Linked DNA regions of Hordeum vulgare: region 2 is linked to region 1. Evidence: chromatin contacts called from public Hi-C data. All regions are on one chromosome and are shown on one strand. Each heading gives the region's core, a stretch centred on a gene start, on an enhancer-like site or on the middle of the called end of the contact. The rest is flanking DNA. Distances are from core to core; before and after follow the strand shown.

The links. A called contact is a pair of places that touch in the nucleus more often than the background predicts.
Region 2: a contact with region 1 is called in a Hi-C map of leaf, with 5 times the contacts expected there. The contact joins two enhancer-like sites. A contact is called at or near these places in 4 of 6 Hi-C or Micro-C datasets (leaf and seedling).

Annotation. Positions count from the first base shown.
Region 1 is chr3H:595,060,958-595,067,022 of MorexV3_pseudomolecules_assembly, reverse strand. No RefSeq gene overlaps it. Among protein-coding and RNA genes, the nearest start is that of LOC123445478, 14 kb to the right of the region's middle. Within about 2 kb of position 3,727, at least 3 of the 3 cell types and tissues checked have open chromatin away from gene starts, as enhancers often do. A contact at or near this core is called in leaf and seedling, where this site is marked.
Region 2 is chr3H:595,394,437-595,400,178 of MorexV3_pseudomolecules_assembly, reverse strand. No RefSeq gene overlaps it. Among protein-coding and RNA genes, the nearest start is that of LOC123440929, 61 kb to the left of the region's middle. Within about 2 kb of position 2,913, at least 3 of the 3 cell types and tissues checked have open chromatin away from gene starts, as enhancers often do. A contact at or near this core is called in leaf and seedling, where this site is marked.

The sequences.
Region 1 (6,065 bases), core at 2,478-4,977:
AAAGTGGGGAAAAAAAAGCAGAAGACACACGTGCTTGCGGTCTGTTTTTGTGTGTGTTTGGCAACATGCGCCAAGGCGGTATATGGCGTGTGATTTTTATGGATCTCCTTTTTATCACTTCCCTCTCGTGTTCACCCACCTCTAGAATATTATTATAACATCTCCAACAGCAGCGCAAAACAAGCGTCGTACCCAAAAATATGCATTTATAGCGCGCGCGCGACGCGGCCGGATGCTCCACCGCGCGCGCGCTATAACAAGTTGGGCGCGTTGTCCATCGCCTTATCCCGCGCTGGTAATTTGGAGCGCTCACTTCCGCGCGCGACAGACTCGAGCGCGCGCGCGAACTCTCTCTCTTTCTTCCTCCTTCGCACCGCGCGCGCCGGCGTCAACGCCGCTGCCACCATGGACGCGCAGACCGGCACCCCGCTCACCCCGCTGTACAGCCGCGAGCCCCCCGCCGCCGCCGAAAACCCTAGCGCGGCGAGCGTTGGCGCCGCCACTGCCGGAGCTCCGCCGACCGTCGGCTTCGCGCGCAGCCTCTTCTTGCCGCCGCGGATGACCAGACAGGTGGCGTAGCGCCGGCGCCGTCCCGTGCCGCCGCCGCACCGTCGAAGCTCCCCAATACGGCGGGGTCGAAGAAAGGAAAAACATCCGTGAAGAAGAAGGCGGCGGACGGTTCCGGGAGCTCGAAGGCGAAAAGAAGATTGCAGGGCGGCGGACCGGCGCGGCGTCTACCGAAGCGCCGGCGAGCTCACTCGTTGAGCCGGCAGCCGACGCGCACCACGTGTTCGACGAAATACCCCCAAGGTGAAAAAAATTCCAACTTTTATTTTCTTGTTATTTTTTCAATGCCTCATCATATAGATAGCTTATATTTGCATTGTTCAAAAACTTTGTGGTCTCAACGATGATGCATACATGTAAACTATGGGTGTTGGGTCCAACAATTCGCATTGGTCTCAAACCAATGACATCCATATTGGACGACCATGAGTTTGAGGTGGACAAGGAGGGTGAGGGCATTGTCGTGGCGCCGAAAGGAAGAGCGGGCAATTACACCACCAACGATGACAAATTACTATGCAATACTTGGTTGCAAGTAGATATGTTTATTGGGGGCGAATGAAAGAATACTTTGATGCTCAGAACGTGAGTGGAATTGACCGCTCCGAGAGATCACTTCGGTCCCGATGGTCGACAATCAATTCGGATTGTCAAAAGTGGGCGGCCGCACAAAAGACAGTTGATAAGCTTAACCCAAGTGGCACAAATGAGGATGATAGAGTAAGTGGCATCTCATACATGTTCATCATACTTGTTTTTGGTGTCCGAAGTGCTAACTTGTTTTGTTTTTCTTGTAGTACAACATTGCACAAAACTTGTTCAAAGAAGAGACGAGGACAACCAAGAAGGGGAAGATCAAGAAAGGAAAGATCTTTACCTTGCCTCATTGCTATGAAGTGTTGAAGGATGATGAGAAATGGAAGAAGCGTGAAGATTTGGATGATTTGCATTTGAGCAACAAACGCAAGCGAACAATTGAGTTGAATGATGATGAGGAGGAGGATGATGCATCAAGTGATGACGGCAAGAGAAGCCCCACACCCAACTCGGTTTCATACTCGAAACCAAAACGACCGGATGGGTGCAAGAAGGACAAAACCGAAAAGAAGAAGAGGAAAGGAGATGATGAGCTCACAAATGCTATGGAAGCTATTGTGAAGGCAAGAAAAGAAGTCAACGAGGTGAGGAAAATGGCAAGGAACCAAGATGCCGCGGCCGAGGAGAGGAGGTTGGCGGCCGAGGAGAGGAGGGTGGCCGCCGAGGAGAGGAAAGTGGCATTGGAGGAGAGGAAGGTGGGCATGGAGAAGCGAGCTAAGTTGTTGGAATGGGAGAAGCACTTGTTCTTCTTGGACACATCTTTGTTCAATGATGCGCAAAAGGAATATGTCAACCTTGCCCGTGAGGAAGTCGTGATCCAAAAAAGAGCCATGATCCGCGGCTTGGGTGGCGGTGGCCTTGGCGCCATGCGTGGCGGTGGCCTCGGCGCCATGGGAGGCATGGGTGGCTTTGGAGCCATGGGATGCATGGGTGCACCTCCGGCCTCCATGGGAGGCATGGGTGGCTTTGGAGCACCCTCCGACGCTATGGCCGTCATGGGAGGCATGAGTTTTGCTTCTCTCATGGGAGGCATGGGTGCACCTCCGGCCGCCATGGGAGGCATGGGTGCACCTCCGGCCGCCGTTGAAGATCTTGCCAACACCGCCGGAGCTTCACGTGATGCGGTGCGTGATGAGGTTAGGGAGGAAGATTCATCTACGGAGGCGGAAGAATCGTCTTCGGAAGATGAGGACGAAGACGAGGAAGATGATGATTGATGTGTCTTTCATTTATATGTCTTGAACTTGTTTGCATTTTGAACTTGGTTGGATGAACTTGTGGGCATGAACTTTTATGCATCAACTTATTTGTGTCAAATTCATCACATGTTCATTGCATTTTTGCGCGCGCTGCATTTTTGTGCGCTGCTGGAGCGGCGCTCGCGCGCTGCATTTTAACGCTGCTGCTGGAGCCAGCGCTGCGCGACGTGCCAAACCAGCCGAAGCGCGCGCGGCAATAAATTTTTTGAGCGCGGCGCAAAGCGCGGCTGTTGGAGATGCTTTTACTACTGCTATCAATTCTTAAATCCACACAAGACTCTTGATACTTTTGCAATGGGAGTCTTGTTTTGGGAAAATTAAAGAAGAAAAGATTTGGGCAACGCTAGTTTTATTGTAAGAAACTAAAGAAAAGAAGGTTTTGCAACGTGATGTACGTACACAAAATTAGATAAGCGAAGGTTTCGCAATAAAGAACAGGTTGTAAAAGAACAATACATACAGGTTGCATCAACGGATCGGACGACTCGCGGGACGGCGGGTCTTTCAAAAATATCCGCAGGTCCAACGCGTAACATGCCCTATAAAGAATTGATATCCTTTCTTGAACTTTGTCCATGTTTGGATATTCTAATTCGGTTAGAGGTTAGAGTTATATTTTAATTCTAAACTAATTCTAAACTAACTCTAACCAAAGAGGTGTTTGGATGAAAGGGTTTGATTGTGAACAAATGCACTTTTTTCAATCATTTGACTCTTTTATCTAGAATTTTGTGTGGTGGAGAAAGAAAGAAAAGTAATTTTTTCTGGACCCCACCTAACTCTAACCCAAAAAAGCATATCTTGGATGGGTTAGATTTTTGAAATGGGTTAGATACATCTAACCAACTCTAACCCATTTATTTAGATTTTTAAGCGATAAATGAGTTCAATCTAACCAACTCTAATACTAGCATCCAAACATGGTCTTTGTAACAGGTGCACTGGCACGGGTGATGGGGAGTAGTAGGGCCTCGTAACTTGTAACGAAACACGTCCAAAAGCGTCCAAACATGAATGAATTTGGAGTTATCGCTGGCCTCTCCCACTTGCACTTGTCCGGCGTGGTAGAGGACACGAAAGAGACGTGCCAAGAGTACAATGCAAGAGCTGCTTCTGGCCACACGAAACAAACAAACAAACAAACAAAAGTGAGGACTCCCTCCGTCCCAAAATAACTGTGTTAAGTTTAGTACAATTTTGCATTAGAGCTAGTAGAGTATTATATGAAATGAATCCATACGCTACGCGGACAAAGAGAGGAGCCAAAAGCGTGCTTGGCCGCGGCCGTCGATCGGCTTCCAGGCGTCTCCTTGGACGCATCGCAGGCGGCTCTCCAAAATCCAAATCCATCCACCGCCCACCACCTGCTCGTGTCGTGTCCCCGTCACCAGGCCCTCCTCTTGGAGCGTTGCCGCGTGCGTCGGCGCCGGTCGGTTTCTGAACCACAACAAAACGCCATCCACACCGACCCCATACGGTTTCGTACGATTTGTATGCATTTGCACGTTGGACATCTCCTCTCCTGGCCGATACGATTATGAGGAGCAAGGCGCCATGCCAACCGCGGAATACAGACGTGCTTGTCCTCCGAGGCTCTCTTTTGTGTTTGTGCATGTGTTTGGCAGCATACGCCAAAGCGGCATGGCGTGAGATTCTTCAGGATCTTGTTTGTTCGCTTCCCTCATGTCCCGTGCACACACCTCCAGAGCCTAGAGGAGGAGTAGTATCACTTCTTAATTCTAGTAGTAGTCTAGTAGATGCCAGTACTTCACACTAGTCTACATAGCCAATCAGGCTCGTGTTTGTTTGGATTAAACTTGCTACGTGCATGCATGTGCCGTGTCTGCTCAGTGCTCATCGTACGCCCTCCTGTTTTGGCTCAGATTAATGCATATTTTATTGTGAAGTGATATAACGATTGGATCGGTTCGTGTTACTATCGATCTGTGTGGCAATCTTTCCATTCAATTTAGAGGTAATAAGACCACGGATCGTACAACTTGTATTGGACGTGATACTTTAGTCCTAGAACTTGCAAAATGACACTATCCACTCCTCCAACTTGCATTTTTCGCGCAAACTTATTTTACGCGGTGAGGCTTTATAATGGGTCTGTTAAAATGCTCTAAGAAACACACATGGCATCTACAAGGACCCCCTCAAACGGACACAATATCCGTCGGATGGGAGACGACCATCCAACCCTAGCAATAAAACACAGGAACACATTTGAATAGATCGGATAAATTTCATGCAAATTCAAAGATTTTATTTAAACCGGATCAAATTCATTATATGTTTTAATCTGTAAACTGAACAAAAGTACACATGAGATATATTTTTACCTACTCTAATTGTTCGCCAGCCTTGGTTGCGTCTGCGTTCCACATCTTGTCTTCCTGTCAAGCTCGACGGTCATAAGTTTGAGGTGGTCAAGTGCTACTCCTGCAAGAGTTGTTAGACCAACTCTAGCAGACCCCACAAAACGACCGGCCCGTAAAAAATCCGGCGACTATACGGGTTTAGGCTATTTTTTCTGTCAGAGCAGACACCACAAACGCGGCCCAGTCTGAATTTTTTTTGCGGTGGTCCGTAAACGCGATCGCTCGACCGGTATAATTGCGGGTTCGACCGCTGGATGCGGGTCGAAACTCTATCCCTCCGCCGCCGCGAAAAGCCCCCCCCCCCCTAACTCACCGTCGGCGCCTCCAATCCGCCGCCGCGAAAAGCCCCCCCCCCCCTAACTCACCGTCGGCGCCTCCAACCCGCCGCTGCACGCCTTCATTCCACCGCGTAGCCGCTCCAATCCACGGCGCTTGATGGCCAGCTCCGGTAGTCGTAGGGACGACGGCCCGGAGAGGGCTCGTCGCGTCAGATCCGACGCCGTCCGTAAGCGCACCGCCCGCCGGTACACGCGGTGGGGCCTGACGCCGCCGCCGTCGCTCCTCCGTCGCGAGACAGAGGATTACGACCGCCCACGCAACCGCCTCTTCTCCGGCAGCAGCTCAATCGGGGCGTCGAGCTCGCGCTCGTCCTCCTCCCTTCCATCGGTGAAGAGGGAGCTCGAAGAGCTCCTATCGATGAAGATGGAGCCGGAGGCCGAGGCGGTACCGGAGCGACGTGCCGGGGCCGTCGTCGGACCGGAGGATTTCCTCCCTCCGGCGGAGGCGGATAGCCTCCTGCCCGTGATGCTGGCACAAAGTGCACGAGAGGCGGAAGAGGACCAGCAGCGCCGCCAGAGGGAGGAGGAGATCGACACCGTGCTCTACGAGCAGGGTGTCGCGTTGGCCATAGCCTTCGGCCACAAGGTGGAGGAGTGGCGCCACGAAGCGACTGCACAGAAGCGCATCTACGTCGAGCTCTCCTCCGACGAGGACGGCGACTGAATGTAGGATATCTACTACTGCACGAGCTCGACTCCGGTGAGCTTCATTTTGCGTAGTGCGGTAGGATAGGTAGTAGCTCTGGTGAGCTCCGATAAGCTCCAGTAGGTGATGCCCCCTCTAGTACTGAATGTAGTGTTGTATGATCATGACTATGGTTCCAATTTCGTCCGCGAATGTTTACTTTTCAAATTATGCAGTTTCATTATGCGGGTTCTGTTCTGCAGCGAATTGCAAAACGCGTTTGCAGGTCGTGATT
Region 2 (5,742 bases), core at 1,664-4,163, 330 kb before region 1:
AAGCAGGCACAATATGCAATTCTACTAATTTGCTTAACTCTAGTTTGAGTTGTTTGCTTAAAAGACATACTGAGTTGTCCTGGCATGTTCCGAAGTGAAATACTGGACATTAGTTTTAGCCTTTGATAACATAAATTCTCTGACTCGCCGTTCGTTTGATTTATTTATTGGAGTTTTACATATTTATTAGGTGTTTGGGAGGGCAACACAAGAATGAGCAATGGAAGAGCTCCTCTACGAGCAGTTAGGCGCCTAGGTTATCAGCAATCTAGCACGTCCCTACGTCCGTACAGTGGGTAGTGCAATTCATAGAGAGCAAGACAAATTCCGTGGATTGATTCTGTCATCACCATATTCCGTGGATTTGTTTTGTGCATCAAGTAGGAGGAACCAGTAATTGCATTCTTCCACTGACAAGAAAATTTTCGATGCCACTAATCACCGGCTCTCGATCAGCTTGTCAGCAAGTTAGCTCGAAAATGTTGGCGTAACTCATGAGGAACTAAGTCGCATCTGGGTTTATCCCCTTTTCACCAAATGCAACCTGCCATTTTTGCTACGATTCGATTGAACGGAAAGATGGAAAGACGGTTGATGGATAAACGCCAAAGCGATCCAATTAATCAGTCCGCAGATCACTTAATCATTCCTGCCAAAATCTATTGGCTAATCTGAACCAAAACGGGAAGATGCACACGCTATGAACAGACACAACACATGCGCTAGCATGCAGCGGCTAGCAAGTTGAGCCTAAAACAAAAACGAACTAGTTAAACGATGGTAGAAAGAATGTTACCCTACACAATACATGGATTGATATGCCTAGCTAATGTCAAGACGCCGGTAGGTTTTGGTAGTATTAAACCTATACATGGCGGCCGGCGGCCATTCCATGCAGAGACATAAAACACGGCCCGGTCCTACCAAGAGAGGAAGGCGCCCTAAACGCAGTCCTGCCACTAAACGCATTGCTCATGCTGATCGACGGGGATATCCGGACGGATATGACACTCCTTGATGAGGACAGTAGGCCCTCCACACTTCTCGTTCAAGTGAATTTTGTGTAAGAGGATGAATGTTGCTATTGTTGTTTCTTATCTCCGGAAATACTTCCTCACGTAGATGCAAGAATCGAGGAACGACCTAACAGGGCAAAAGGAAATGAAAGAGCCTAGTTGCACAACTGATGCATGGTTAGGATACAAAATGATCGGCATGGGACTTGATGTGGTTCCATTGACATTTTCTAATCGTCCTGAATTCTTTTCTGCGGTATCCATGATGATCAAAGTTTGGTGTTAATCCCTGATGCCTTCTAATCCCTTTATTTTAGTTCTTGATATGGGACTTGCTGTGGTTCCATTGACATTTTCTAATCGTCATGAATTCTTTTCTGCGGTATCCATGATGACCAAAGTTTGGTGTTAATCCCCGATGCCTTCTAATCCCTTGATTTTAGTTCTTGATATATCATAACTGATGGGTCGAATGGCGCATGATCTCGTTGTGAATATTAGTGATTGCCGGTCTATCTTTCCGTTGCTAGAAAGAGGTGAGATTTCTTAGACTATAGTTTAGAATGTCCATAGTGACCATATATATACACTCCGGCTGCCATGGTCTTCTTTTTTAGATTCGATTGCCAAGGTGGGTATGTGCAGTTATTTCTTTCAATGCATTTGGCCAATGGTTGGTCATCATGATGTTGTACATGGATATTCAGTGGACATGTGATGTTCACTTGATTTCGATGCATTTGGCCAATGGTTGGTCCACGTCATCGTGGTACATGGATGCTAAGTGGACACGTGACGTTCACTTGAATTTGATGCCTGCCCCACTTTGCCTTCAGGGCAGCTCTCTAACCCCTGGGTGTCATAACCACTGCAGTTATCTGTGACCAAAGGAGACTACTAACAGGGTGCCCCCTTTGTCACGCTTATGGCAATTCCTATATGGCGCCACATCGCCCGTTGTACTCCCTCCGTCTCAAAATAACTGTCTCAAACCTAGTACAACTTTGTATTAGAGCTAGTACAAAGTTGAGACACTTATTTTGGGACGGAGGGAGTAGTACTTTTTGCTACTTGGCGCACATCCCCTGTCGTTCTTGGCTCGGACTATTCTTTTCTTCATTCTAATGTTCGAAGAACTGTGTGGCTCCGGCTCATGACATCACAGTGGCATTTACCACTGCACCAACATGGTTCTTATAACCACATAGCATTTCTTTCTTGATGCAAATGTGGGGTCAGAAAAAAAAAGCATCGAGTCCCTATATGAGTTTTTTCTCTGAGGTTTTGTTATTTTTGGCAGTCTTTAAAAAAATGTTTTCTTTACTTAATTGGTTTCTTCAAATTCATGAAATTTTTCAGTTTTTATGAACCTTTTCTGAAAATCCTTGAAATATTTGCAAAATTGATGATTTTTTTTTTCAAATTAGTGGTTTTTAAAATATAAATTCATGAAATTTATAAAAGTCCACCATTTTTTCCATGAAAATCCGGTGAACTTTTTTAAAAGTTAGAGATTTGTTTTTCAAAATTGACCATTTTTGGAAACAATCATTTTTTTTCTAAATTGATGAACTTTTATCAAATTCGTGAAACCTTTTTAGGAGATCTGATGAACTTCTTCCAAACACATGAACCGTTTACATTTTTGTGCTTCTTTCAAATTTGTGAACGTTTTTTCCAGATCATGAACTTTTTCGTATTTCATGAACTTTTTCGGATTTTTTATTTCAAATCTGTGAACTAGCATTAATTAAAAACATTTTCCCAATTTTTTTAATTTTATTTTTCTCATACATTTTTTGTTTTTCTTAATGTTGGTGGTTGACCGGTCAACTGGTCAACCATTGGTTCGAAGTGTATGTGATGCCCGCTGTTGAGCAGACCGACCGATCACATCGCACGGGATGGGCCGCCAATTAGGACGTTCGCTCGCGTAAAGGCGACCATCAGATAGACCAGCCCAGCTCATAGGAGGCCACATGCTCATTATTATTATTTTCATTTTTTTATTTCCGTTCATTTCCTTTTTCTTACTTCCATATATTCTGCAAATACATATTTAAGAAATTATTTACATAAACACATTTGAAAACAAAAATTAACCGAACATTTGAAAAATGTTAAATGTACATACATAATATGTTATCATGTATACAAAAAATATAATGTGTATAAAAACATATGATTATGTATTAGAAATTATCAAGCATTTTAAAAAACAAAATTTTAAAAAAAATTAATCAATCATTTCAAATATGTTAAATGTTTAAATAAAATCACTATTTATATCTTGAATTTGAAAAAAATTAAGAATTTAATAAATGTTAAATGTATATAGAAAAATGTTGACCGTGTATTAAAAAATGTTAATATTGTATCTTAGTAATGTGAATCAAGCATTTACAAATGTTTAAATGTGTATTAAAAAATTTGACCATCTAATAAGACATGTTAACCTTGCATTTCAAAAAATGTCAATCAACCATTTTACAATTCTCATAAATACATATACAAAAAATTATTGAATATTAGCCCTACAAGAAACGCCATAACCTTCACCTCGGTCCACCTCACCACGTTCGACCAATATGACACACGAGATATACGTGTTGGTTGGTGTGGAGGGCTAATCGGCTGAGCATAGCGCACCGGATATCAAGGTGGATGGCGCACCGGGAGCTCATCCTAGGAGGTCGATATCTCCCAGTGCATCGGCCCCGTTCGGCCATATGGCAGGCGGCCATATCCCGGCCGGCATGTCTATGGAGGATGTAATCGCTTTTGGAGGGATTCATGACCCTATGTTCGATGGCAGGCGCTTTAGTCACGGAATTCAGGCCTAGTTGGATGGAGACGACATACAAATGGGGCGTGCTATGAGGGTCGCCAAGCTTTGAGATACCGAAACAAATACATGTATGTTGGTAAATAATAGTTGTTCTATTCTTCACTTTACTGAGCATGCAATTATTGATAAAGCCACCAACTTAGGGATATCTCCTCGTAGTAATGGCAAAGAAACCACCAAAACAATTAATGATCTATTAGATTTAGAAGCGGACAAAGCTTTGGATTTAATTAGAAACATTGCGACAGTAAAACCTATGAATGATTCCGATATTAATATTCTTGGGGTTACGGCATTAGAAAGTATTTGTGAGGATCTATTTCCAACGGAGGACTTACAAAATGAGCATGTGGATGTGGTTCCAGAGGGGTATATGGCCCCTTTGCAACCAAATGTCATTTATACCACTGCCACTTGTCATGGGGACGCAATGGTGATGGAGGATAAACCTTAAATAACCTGGAAGGTTTATCCTACATCGACAATTAGTAGGAATGCGAGAGTAAAACAAAATAAAAAAATCCATGATGATATATGAAAGGTATCTTTTGCAATAGCAGAGGTCTAGTATAAACTTATTTGATCTAGTTTATAAAGCTAGCTCAACTCTAGTGTAAAATTATTTGAACTAAGTCAAAGACCTAGTACAATTCTAGTGTAAAAATATTTGAACTAGGTTTTAGGGCTAGTTCAACTTTAGTGTTAAAATTATATGAACTAGGTCATAAAGCTAGCACAACTCTATTGTAAAATTATTTGAATTAGATTATAGACCTAGGTCAATCCAATGTAAAAATATTTTAACTTGGTTATAGAGCTAACACAATTCTAGTGTAAAAATATATATTTGAACTAGGTTATAAAGCTAGTACAACTCTACTGTAATATTATTTGAACTAGATCAAAGACCCAGTACAACTCTAGTATAAAAATATTTGAATTAGGTAATAGAAGTAGTTCAACTCTAGTGTAAAATTATTTAAATTAGGTCAAAGAACTTTTACAACTATTGTAAAAATATTTAAACTAGGTGATAAAGATTGTTCAACTCTAGTGTAACATTATTTCAACTAACTTATAGAGCTAGTTCAATAGTGCAAAATTAATTGATATAGGTTATGAAGCTAATTCAACTCTACTGTAAAGTTACATGAACTAGTTCATAGAAGTAGTAGAACTCTAGTGTAAACTTATGTTAACTAGGTTCTAGAGCTACTAAAACTTTAAAATAAAATTATTTGAACTAGGTTATAGAGCTAGTTAACCTCTTATATAGAATTATTTGAAGTAGTTTTTAGAACTAGTTCAACTCTAGTGTAAAATTATTTGAATTAGGCCAAAAATCTAGTACAACTTTAGTGTAAAAGAAATTTTACTACGTTATAAGGCTAGTTAAATTCTAATGTAAAATTATATGAACTAGGTTATAGAGCTAATTCAACTCTAGCGTAAAATTATTTAAACTAGGACAAATACCTATTGCAACTCTAGTGTAAAAAATTGAATTATTTAATAGAGTTAGTACAACTCTAATGTAAAATTATTTGATATAGGTTATAGAGATAGTTCAACTTTGGTGTAAAATTACATTAAATAGATTATATATCTTGTACAACTCTAGTGTAAAATTATTTGACTAGGTTATGCAGCTAGTATAACTATTGTAAAATTACATGAACTAGGTCATGGAACTAATAGAACTCTAGTGTAAAATTGTTTAAACTAGGTCTTAGAGCTATTAAAACTGTAGTGTAAAGAAACAACGAAAAACAAAATAAAACCCTCTTAAAAACCAAGATAGGAACAAAACAACAAAAGAAAAAAGAAGGTAATGAGAATGAAAAGAAGAACCGAAGAAACCATTAAAGAAACAAAGAA